Regions from separate parts of the Ovis aries genome. Here region 1 is linked to region 2. A link is a contact called in public Hi-C data. All regions are on one chromosome and are shown on one strand. The core of a region is the stretch at or near the end of the contact, and the rest is flanking DNA. Distances in the headings are between cores, read along the strand shown.

Evidence for each region. A called contact is a pair of places that touch in the nucleus more often than the background predicts.
Region 1: a contact with region 2 is called in a Hi-C map of mixed tissues, with 7 times the contacts expected there. The contact joins the enhancer-like site here to the promoter of LOC101120834 in region 2. A contact is called at or near these places in 10 of 16 Hi-C or Micro-C datasets (hypothalamus, liver, mesenteric adipose tissue and 6 more).

The regions. Positions count from the first base shown.
Region 1 is chr6:17,816,045-17,820,920 of ARS-UI_Ramb_v3.0, forward strand. It overlaps LOC121819808 (a long non-coding RNA gene), which reads right to left. Exons shown (of 3, transcript XR_006060113.2): 2 at 1,794-2,773; 3 at 118-984. Among named protein-coding and RNA genes, the nearest start is that of PAPSS1, 18 kb to the right of the region's middle. Within about 2 kb of position 3,462, at least 5 of the 54 cell types and tissues checked have an H3K27ac peak or open chromatin away from gene starts, as enhancers often do.
Region 2 is chr6:17,637,111-17,641,603 of ARS-UI_Ramb_v3.0, forward strand. It overlaps LOC101120834 (cytochrome P450 2U1), which reads right to left and starts at 2,156. Exons shown (of 4, transcript XM_042251155.2): 1 at 1,596-2,156. The coding sequence starts at 2,085.

The DNA of each region.
Region 1 (4,876 bases), core at 2,212-4,711, 180 kb after region 2:
TGAGCTCAAATTTCCAAAGGAAAACATGAAGAAAGTAAAAAAAAAATTCTTCTTTTATGTGTATTATGTAAAATATAATTTCTGAATCTCTATAAAATTAAATAAAAATACAATAGATATATCAAAGAACTAAATCTGTTTAATATGCCATAAACATAATACAGTACAATGAATAAATAGACAATTTATATTTGTGTTATTTTTTTAAAAAAACAAAATTTTCAAAAAGGTGAAGATTAGTGATCATGAAAGATAGAAAAAGGAATACTCTGTTTTCAAGAATGAGCCAATACAGAGATCCTTTATGGAGAGATCCAGAGTCTTATTTGATTTTTGAAACAAACAGGCAAACAAATTAAAGAATCATGCAGTCCCATTTTGAGGCTCTCAATATTTGCCATGGTCAGAAACTGTCCTGGGAGAACTGCACAATATAGGAATATTGCCATCTAGTGTTCACTTTTAGAATTGGCCCCACAAAATTAGTGTAACCTAAACATATTATTTCAAAATGTAGTGACTCTTTGAAATTGGAGCCAGAGATCAAGAGAGTTTTCTGAGGTAACTGAGAAATGCTTAAAATTAAGGAGAGAAAGGAGGAGGTTACTAAAGATGTGTATACATACATGACTGCAATGAATCAGGATAGACAATGGAGAGAGAAAATGGCGAATGCATAAGACCCTTTAGAAGGCGATGACACTCCGCTCCAGTACTCTTGCCTGGAAAATCCCACGGACGGAGGAGCCTGGTGGGCTGCAGTCCATGGGGTCGCTAAGAGTCGGACACAGCTGAGCGACTTCAGTTTCACTTTTCACTTTCTTGCACTGGAGAAGGCAATGGCAACCCACTCCAGTGTTCTTGCCTGGAGAATCCCAGGGACAGTGGAGCCTGGTGGGCAGCCGTCTATGGGGTCGCACAGAGTCGGACACGACTGAAGCGACTTAGCAGCAGCAGCAGCAGCAGCAGCAGCAGCATAAGACCCTTTAGAGAGAATAAAGAATATGAGAAGGTGGAGGGTCAAATCTTTGAAGCAGTAGAAAAGTAGCACTCTTTGAAATGCATTGGATGGGAAATTTAAAGAATAAAATGTATTGTACGTTCACAACTTTTGAGGGATTTTTGTTTTAGATAATGAAAAGTTACCATCTGTTGAGGGCTTAGTGAGTACCAGCTTTTATAAATGCTTTGCATGTAATATATATTTAACTTCTAAAATTACTGTTACCTCTATTTTAAACATGAGAAAATTGAGGTACAGAAAGTTTACAGAGTTTGATTAGTTGCAAAACCTCGTTATTGATTTGTCTAAACCAAGAAGCTGTTTCCAGTGTCCATGCTCTTAACCCACATACTATGCACTTCCTTCTAAAAGAAGTATAGAACTTGAGCTGGGGTCACCATGTAATGTTAGTTAGAAGGTTTAGTCAACTATCCAAAGAATTCTGACCACATTTTATTATTTGTATTATCTGGATCTGGTGTTTGAACTGGTCAACTCATCTCACGATTGCTCAGTTTTCCCTTTTACCTCTGTGTCACGTTCTTTTTAAGCAACATTCATTTATTTATCTGGCCGCATCAGATCTGAGTTGCAGCACTTGCGATCTGTCACGGCAGTGTGCTGGCTCTCTAGCTGCTGCGAGTGGGCTTATTTGCCCCCTGGCATGCGGGATCTTAGTTCCCCCTCCAGGGACTGAACCTGAGTCCCCTGTATCACAAGGCAGATTCTTGACCACTGGACCACCAGGCAAGTCCCCTGTGCTATTTTCTTGCTAAAGTTTCATACATACATGTCTTAGGTATAAAAATATTACAGTGCTCCGGTTTCTTTTGTAGAGTGTGTATATCAGCTTCAGCAGTGGTGAATTTCTTCTCTCAACTGTTGGTCCCCTTTCCTCTCACCAGCACAACTGTGGTCACTAGTATGGGTTGAGTTGCATCACCTCATCCTGTTTCCCACTCATATGTTGAAGTGCTTGCTCCCAGGACCCCAGGATGTGGCTGTATTTAGAGATAAGGTCTTCAACGAGGTGATTAAGTTAATACAAGGTCATCGGATTGGGCCCTAGTCCAACAAGAAAAGGAAATTTGGGTATGAACACGTACTGGCGAGACCCTGTGAAGACACAGGGAAAACCACAGCCAGCTAAAAGGGAGAAGCCTCAGAAGAAACCATCCCTGGTAACAGGTTGATCTCAAACTTCTCGCTTCCAGAAATATGAGAAGATACATTTCTGCTGTTTAAGCCACCCCGTCTAGGGTCCTTAGTTATGGCAGTCATCGCAAATGGAATGGAATGCATGCATTATCCAGGCTCTTGGTTTATAAAGCAAAGAAGCCACTCTCGCTATCTTAAGAAGAAGCAAAAAGGACAGTTCCTAAGGAATATTAGATAGCTCAGAGAATCTTGGGAGGACTAGAGAGCCAGGTTGAGAGGCCACACAGTCAGAAACAATGCCCAAACCATATCACCACATTGTGCCAGTAGAGGCTTCAGTGAAACTAGAAACCCCACTCACTGTGGACTTGAGATGCCAGGACTTCATCTTCTGACCACAGGAGATGACATCTCAGCAGCTACCTTTCCCCCCAGAATGGAATTCCTGCAGCTCTGCCTTGCCACATAGCTCATGTATGGTTTGATGACTCATGTGGTTGCGTGTGCTTGGGGAGCCTAGGTTCCATGCCTGTAGCCTCGTTGTGAGTGAGCCAAGGGAGTGACTTTTCTGACGTCTGCCACGTGGAGGTGGATCAAAAGGCAGGAAGCTGTCTAGACATGGAAAGAGTGTTAGTGGAAAGCCAGAAAAAGCACATAAAGGGAGTCAACTGTAAAATCGCAGTAATATGATTCTTGGACCAGTTGCTCTGCCGGTACATTTCTCTGAAACCTAGTTGCCATTTCCATAGTCCTTACTTCTCTTGAATTTATTTTTATTTTCATTAGATAAAACTCTCCCTTGAATAGAAGTCACATGACTATCAAGCACAAACAGCTGGATGCCTCACCCCAGCTTGTTGCCTACTTTTGTAAGACAGAAATGAAGGCAGTTAATACGAAGATGCTGCTTTGCAAGTGTCCATTCCTCTTTATGCTGGTAAAAGAATCCCCAATTTTCCTCCGGGAATCATCCCTTCTCCCTGTCTTTCTCTATGATTTCTGTGGGAATACCATTTCCTGGTCTGCCACTCCTGCCCAGGTTCTAGAAGACTGAGGCTCAATTTGGCTGATCAGAACATGCACATACCATCCCTCCTCCCCAGCTCTGTGATTAGCTCTAGAATAAGCAGTAGCATTGTCCAGGACAGACCAGTGAGACTCCATCTGAGGATATTTCCTAGAATAATACACTTGCCTTTTCTGGCTCTTCTCTTTCTGCTGTGGTTGCTGGGCTAGGACACAAGCCTGGAGCTGCTGCTGGCTAAACTGATACTCCTTGATAAGAACTTCCCTGTGAGTAAAACTGACACAGTGCAAAGCAGAGCAAGAGATAAACAGAGTCCTAATATCCTGTGAGCCGGAGAAGGCAACAGCACCCCACTCCAGTATTCTTGCCTGGAGAATCCCATGGACGAAGGAGCCTGGCAGGCTGCAGTCCATGGGGTCGCAAAGAGTCGGACACAACTGAACGACTTCACTTTCACTTTTCACTTTCATGCACTGGAGAAGGAAATGGCAACCCACTCCAGTATTCTGGCATGGAAAATTCCGTGGACAGAGGAGCCTGACTGTCCATGGGGTCGCAAGAGTTGGATATAACTGAGTGACTAACACACACACACACATACACACACAACACAGCATCTGGTCTCTGAAACGAATCTGTGTTTCTCAGAACACCACCCTGCAAAGACTCAGATTAGTGCGACCTACCTAGTATTCTGGACATCAGGGGAGAAAAGGATTAGGGACGAGTGAAGGCTGGGCAGAAGGAAAGGCGAGAGGAGGAGGAGGAGGAAGGAAAGAGAATTTATTTAACTGTGGTTAGCACTTTATATTCTTAGGGTGAATCCTGAGTATCCCCAAGCCTGTAAATAACAGGATAATGTTCTATCTCTGAAATTAGGACCTTGATTTATGTTATGAATTTATAATTTCCTAATTGCTATTGATATTCGTTGCAGCCTAAAATAAGCACACACGCTTTTAAATTAGATTTGCCTATTAAAAACAAATGAATGTCTCAGGTTCAATCCAATTTTCTTGGTTCCTTATAGTATGAAAGTATTTTAATTGTGTTTTCTGTAAGAAATATGCACAATTAAGTTGGCTTCTCTGTGATTAAATATTTTATAACTTCCTTTATGTATTTGACTTGTGATTTTTACTGATAAAGTGGTTATTTTCAAAAATGTCTGCGTGCTAAGTCACTTAGGTCATGTCGGATTCTTTGCGACTCCATTACTGTAGCCCACCAGGCTCCTCTGTCCATGGGATTTTCCAGGCAAGAATACTGGAGGGGGTTGCCATGCCCTCCTCCTGGGGGATCTTCCTGACTCAGGGATGGAACCTGCATCTCTTATGCCTCCTGCATTAGCTGGTGGGTTCTTTTACCACCAGTACTCTTGCCTGGAAAATCCCATGGACGGAGGAGCCTGGTGGACTGCAGTCCATGGGGTCGCAAAGAGTCGGACACAACTGAGCGACTTCACTTTCACTTTTCTCTTTCACGCATTGGAGAAGGAAGTGGCAACCCACTCCAGAGTTCTTGCCCGGAGAATCCCAGGGACGGGTGAGCCTGGTGGGCTGCCGTCTATGGGGTCGCACAGAGTCGGACACGACTGAAGCGACTTAGCAGCAGCAGCAGCATCTTTTACCACCAGCGCCACCTGGGAAGCCCTTTCAGAAGGAAGTGAAGGCAAATGATTGTAGCAA
Region 2 (4,493 bases), core at 906-3,405:
TACTGCATGATTCCACTGAAATAAATTACCTAGGATGGAAACTAGAATGGTGGTTGCCAGAGGTTAGAGGCTTTAATGTTCAGTGGGTGTTTAGTGTTTGTTCAATGGGTATAAAGTTCCAGTTTTGAAAGATGAAGAGAGTTCTGGAGATAGCAGTGATGGTTTCACAACGTTATTGACTTAATGCCGCTGAACTGTATGCTTAAAAATGATTAAGATGGTAAATTTTATGCTATCTGCACTTCACCACACTAAAAAAAAAAAAGGAGAGAGAGAAGAAAAGCAGGCAGAAGTTCTCCAGGTGGCCATGAGATCAGAAGAGAATTCCAGGGAGAAGCAGCAGCCTGTGTGAAGGCGTGGAGAAGGTGAGGTATGGACCACGACGCGCGTGATTTTCAGTAATACCAAAATTAATATTTTAAACATTAAAATATTAAGATCATCTTTACCATTCATTTAAAATCCTGATGCAAAAAATCTGGCTTAATCCGGGTGTAAAAAGCCTGAATCTCTTTATGCCACATTCCAAGAAGGGAAAGCAGTAGTTCATTTACTTAATGGTTACTGACTCCTACTTCCAGGGGGCACAATGGTGAAGTATCTGCCTGCCAATGCAGGAGATGCAAGAGACAAGGTGTTCAACCCCTGGGCCAGGAGATTCTCTGGAGAAGGGAATGGCAACCCACTCCAGTATTCTTATCTGAAAAATCCCATGGACAGAGGAGCCTGGTGGACTATACAGTCCATGGGGTCGCAGAGTCAGACGCGACTGAGCGCACACACACAACACTGCCACACCACTGCGTGCCAGGAAGGACCAGGAGTTACTCTGTCCTCCTAGATGTCAGTCTAGTGGTGAAGACACAACTTTTGAGCCCAAGGTTATAAAATTCTGAAGCCTCGGTACTGATTACTGCAGCGAAGGAAAAGTACTTTTGCAATTAAACAGGTTCCAACAAGGGAGCCTAACTTACCCAAGCAGAAGTGAGGGAAAAAACAAAACTCCCTGCAGGAAAGACACTGAAATTAACACCTGAGTTAAGGACAGGATTGGCACAGATGGAAAAATAGTCTGGGACCCGTGCCGGCCAACACAACAGAGGGAACACTGATAAACAAAGGGCAACTGTGATATCCGACTGCAGCAGATAAGATGTTTACTAACCCTTACAACTGCCCAACTTAGACTTCCATAAGCAGGAATCACAGAGGCTCTGAACCTGATGTATTAGGCTTGTCAATTGGCTCCTATCTTATCGGAAAATAATCACATTAAAGTCTTGCACTCAGAAGGTCAACGGTGTAAATATCCCTCTCTCTTTTTAACCAGGCCAAAGTTTCTCGTCAGGAACACAGCCTGAAGAGTGAGGCCCTGTTCTGGGAAGGAGTGAATACTCCTGGGGCAGATGGAGCCTATCCCAGCTGGACCGACGGGATCCAGGAGTGGGAGGCGCGCCTCCCTCCACCTCCGGCTGCAGGTGTGAGGCGGGCCGGGTGCGCGGCCGCAGGGGCACAGAACCCACAGCCTCTGCGCACCTGCAGCCCCAGCCGCACGTTCACACGGCCCGTGACCCCCGAGGCGCGGCCCAGCTCACCCTTCCCCTTGGTCATGATGGAGGTGAGCGGCACCCGCGGGCGGTCGCTGAAGACCTCGGCCTGCTGCACCAGCGCCTCCCGCACGCTGTGGAAGTCGTTGAGGACCACCACCAGGTAGTGGCCGATGAAGAAGCTAAAGATGTTGCCGTACACACGGCCCAGGTCGCTCAGGAGCAACTGCACGCCCTGGCCCGAGGCATTCATTCCTCCGTTTCTCGCCCGGCGATACGGCCAGCTCTTCCTTCGGAGAAAAGGCGGCAGCAGCACGAAGCCGAAGTTGCCCACCACGGGCCAGGGCGCGGGCCCCGGGGGGATGCCCCTCTCCGGGAGCCGCGACAGCCAGCTCCAGCCCAGCAGCGCGGCGAGGACGAGCAGCAGCAGCGCGCCGCCCGTGGGGTCCAGCCGCAGCAGCCCCGGGGGCGCGTGCAGGAGGCGCAGAGGCCAGGGCGCGTCCTCGGTGGGGGGCGGGGGAAGCCCGGGGGAGGCCATGGCCTGTGTGCCGGTGCCCGCACTCCCGGGCTCTTGCCGCAGACCCCACGAGAGGTCTCCCAGACACTGGTGCCGGGCCCCAGGGCCAACTCCCCTTGCCGCCTAGGGGCGGGGAGAAGACGCGGATGCCACTCCGGATTGGCTGCGCCCACCGTCTCCGCCTGTCCCTCCAATCAGCGTCGCCCGAGCGGAAACGGGGACGCGCTCGCAACCGCGCTTGTTGAGGTCTGCGGACCCGGCTGGGCTCGCGTCCTGAAAGTTGGTGGCTTAAGCCGGGTCGCGCCCCTCCGCTGGGTCGGACTTGGCAGTGACCTACCCCTGAGAAAAAGATGCTCGCGCATATTTACGCTCTGATTGGTTATCAGACTTCCTGTGTCCATTGTCAGTTGCGTGCTTAAACCGTGCCAGGTCAATAGGCCGTTCATATGACTCAGCCTAAACATTAGCACTTTAACCCTGAGCTGGGAGAGAGGTCCTCGTCCCGTCTCCTGGAGCAAAAGGACAGGATTGCTGCTTTATCTAAGGCGGGATTCGGAGGAAGAAATGACCCTTTGCTCCACCTAGAAACAGCAGGGTGATGGAAATGCAATGTGTAGAATTTGTAGATGTAGGTGACCAACGCTTTGGAAAGGAGGGGTGGGTAATAGTCGTGAGAGGCTGGGGGAGGGGGGGGCGGATGATGGAGTAAAGCGCGTAGAGCTTGCGGTTCAGTTCAGTTCAGTTCAGTTCAGTCGCTCAGTCGTGTCCGACTCTTTGCGACCGCATGAACCGCAGCACGCCAGGCCTCCCTGCCCATCACCAACTCCCGGAGTTCACTAGACGGTGGGAATATCTCTTTTGTGCGGAAAGTGAAAGCTCAGCGTGCGTTTCAGCGCGAGACCTAATCCAGAAATTTGCTTGGCGGGTTTAATTAGCTAACAATATAAAAAGCAAATTGGGCGAGGAGGGGTGACAGTATCGTTCTAAGTATGATAACAAACCAGAGATGCTGAGGTTGGCATATTAAGAATTGAGTAATGCTTTCCAAGTCTGTCTTTAATTTTCCATAATTATGGCTCCTCCTTTTTCTCTGACATTACACAAGATATAATTGCCTTGTTTTCCCAAGTAAGTCTCTTACTTCTGTGATGCAGATAGGAAGTATTATGGGCTGAATTGTGTTCACCTGAAATTCATGTATTGAAGTCCTAAGCCTACCTCAGAATGTGACTGTATTTGGAGACAGGGCCTTTAAAGAGGTAGAGTAAAATGAGGTTATATAAGTGGACCCTAACCCAGTATGACTGCTGTCTGTTTAAGAAGAAGAGATTAGGACAGCAACAGACACAGAGGGGAGACCATGTGAAAACACAGGAGGAAGATGGCCGTCTACAAGACAGGGAGGAAGGACTCAGAAGAGATCAACCCTACCAACACCTTGATTCTTAGATTTCTAGCCTCCAGAAACTGAGGAAGTAAGTCTGTAGTACTGTGTTATGGCAGCCCTTGCAAACAAATTCAGAAAGGGAGACCTTGTTCATAATACATACTATGGATAAATTATTTAAACATGAAACATATAGCTCATCCAGTGCTTCTTAAGGATGAATTTTCCCAAATGATATTCAGGCCTTTCTTGTCAGAAAAAGGAATACTTTCTGCTTCATCCATCCTACTTTAAATAGAGGAATAATATAATAATCAGCAGCAGTAGAAGAAAGGAATACCAAAAGATCTTTGGGGTGGGGAGAGAGGGAAAGGAAGAGGAGAGGAGTATTAAGGGAAACATTTTTAAATGGAATCCCCAAAGATCATTTAAACCACTCACCTTCCCACTGGAATCCTTCTTGCTGGATTTCAGCCAGAATTGTTGGTAACAGTATATCCAAAATATCTAAGTACTATTATTTTGTTATCAAGAGTGGTGTTAAATCTTTAAAAGAGAGGTGTTAAATTACTCTATTTGTAAAACTACAATTGTCCAGCTGGCTTGTAATTCCCTGGGAGGTAAATGCTACACAGGATACTCATCCAGAGTCAGTGAGCATGAACAGAGAGAGCTTATGGCTTAAGAAGAGTTTGCAAAATGCTAACGAAAGGACAAGTTGAAATACTAATTGTATTATTTAGTTGCACAACTCTACTAGCCATTTAAAAATTAATTCCTTCATTTCCTTTAAGTTCCTATGATTTGCTTCATATATACTCCTTCATACATACTTCCACATATAGTATATGGGTATTTCTGTGCATGTTCTCTGAGCATCCATTTGCCCTACAGGAAACTGGGTTAACCAATGTGCCTACATCAAGTGTAAGGATTACATGAAGTAATGAGCACAATGTCTAGCATTTAGTTTAGGCTCAATGAGTACAAGCTGTAATGGTAATAATTATCTCTGGGTCCTGACTCTACAGGTTGGTGGTAT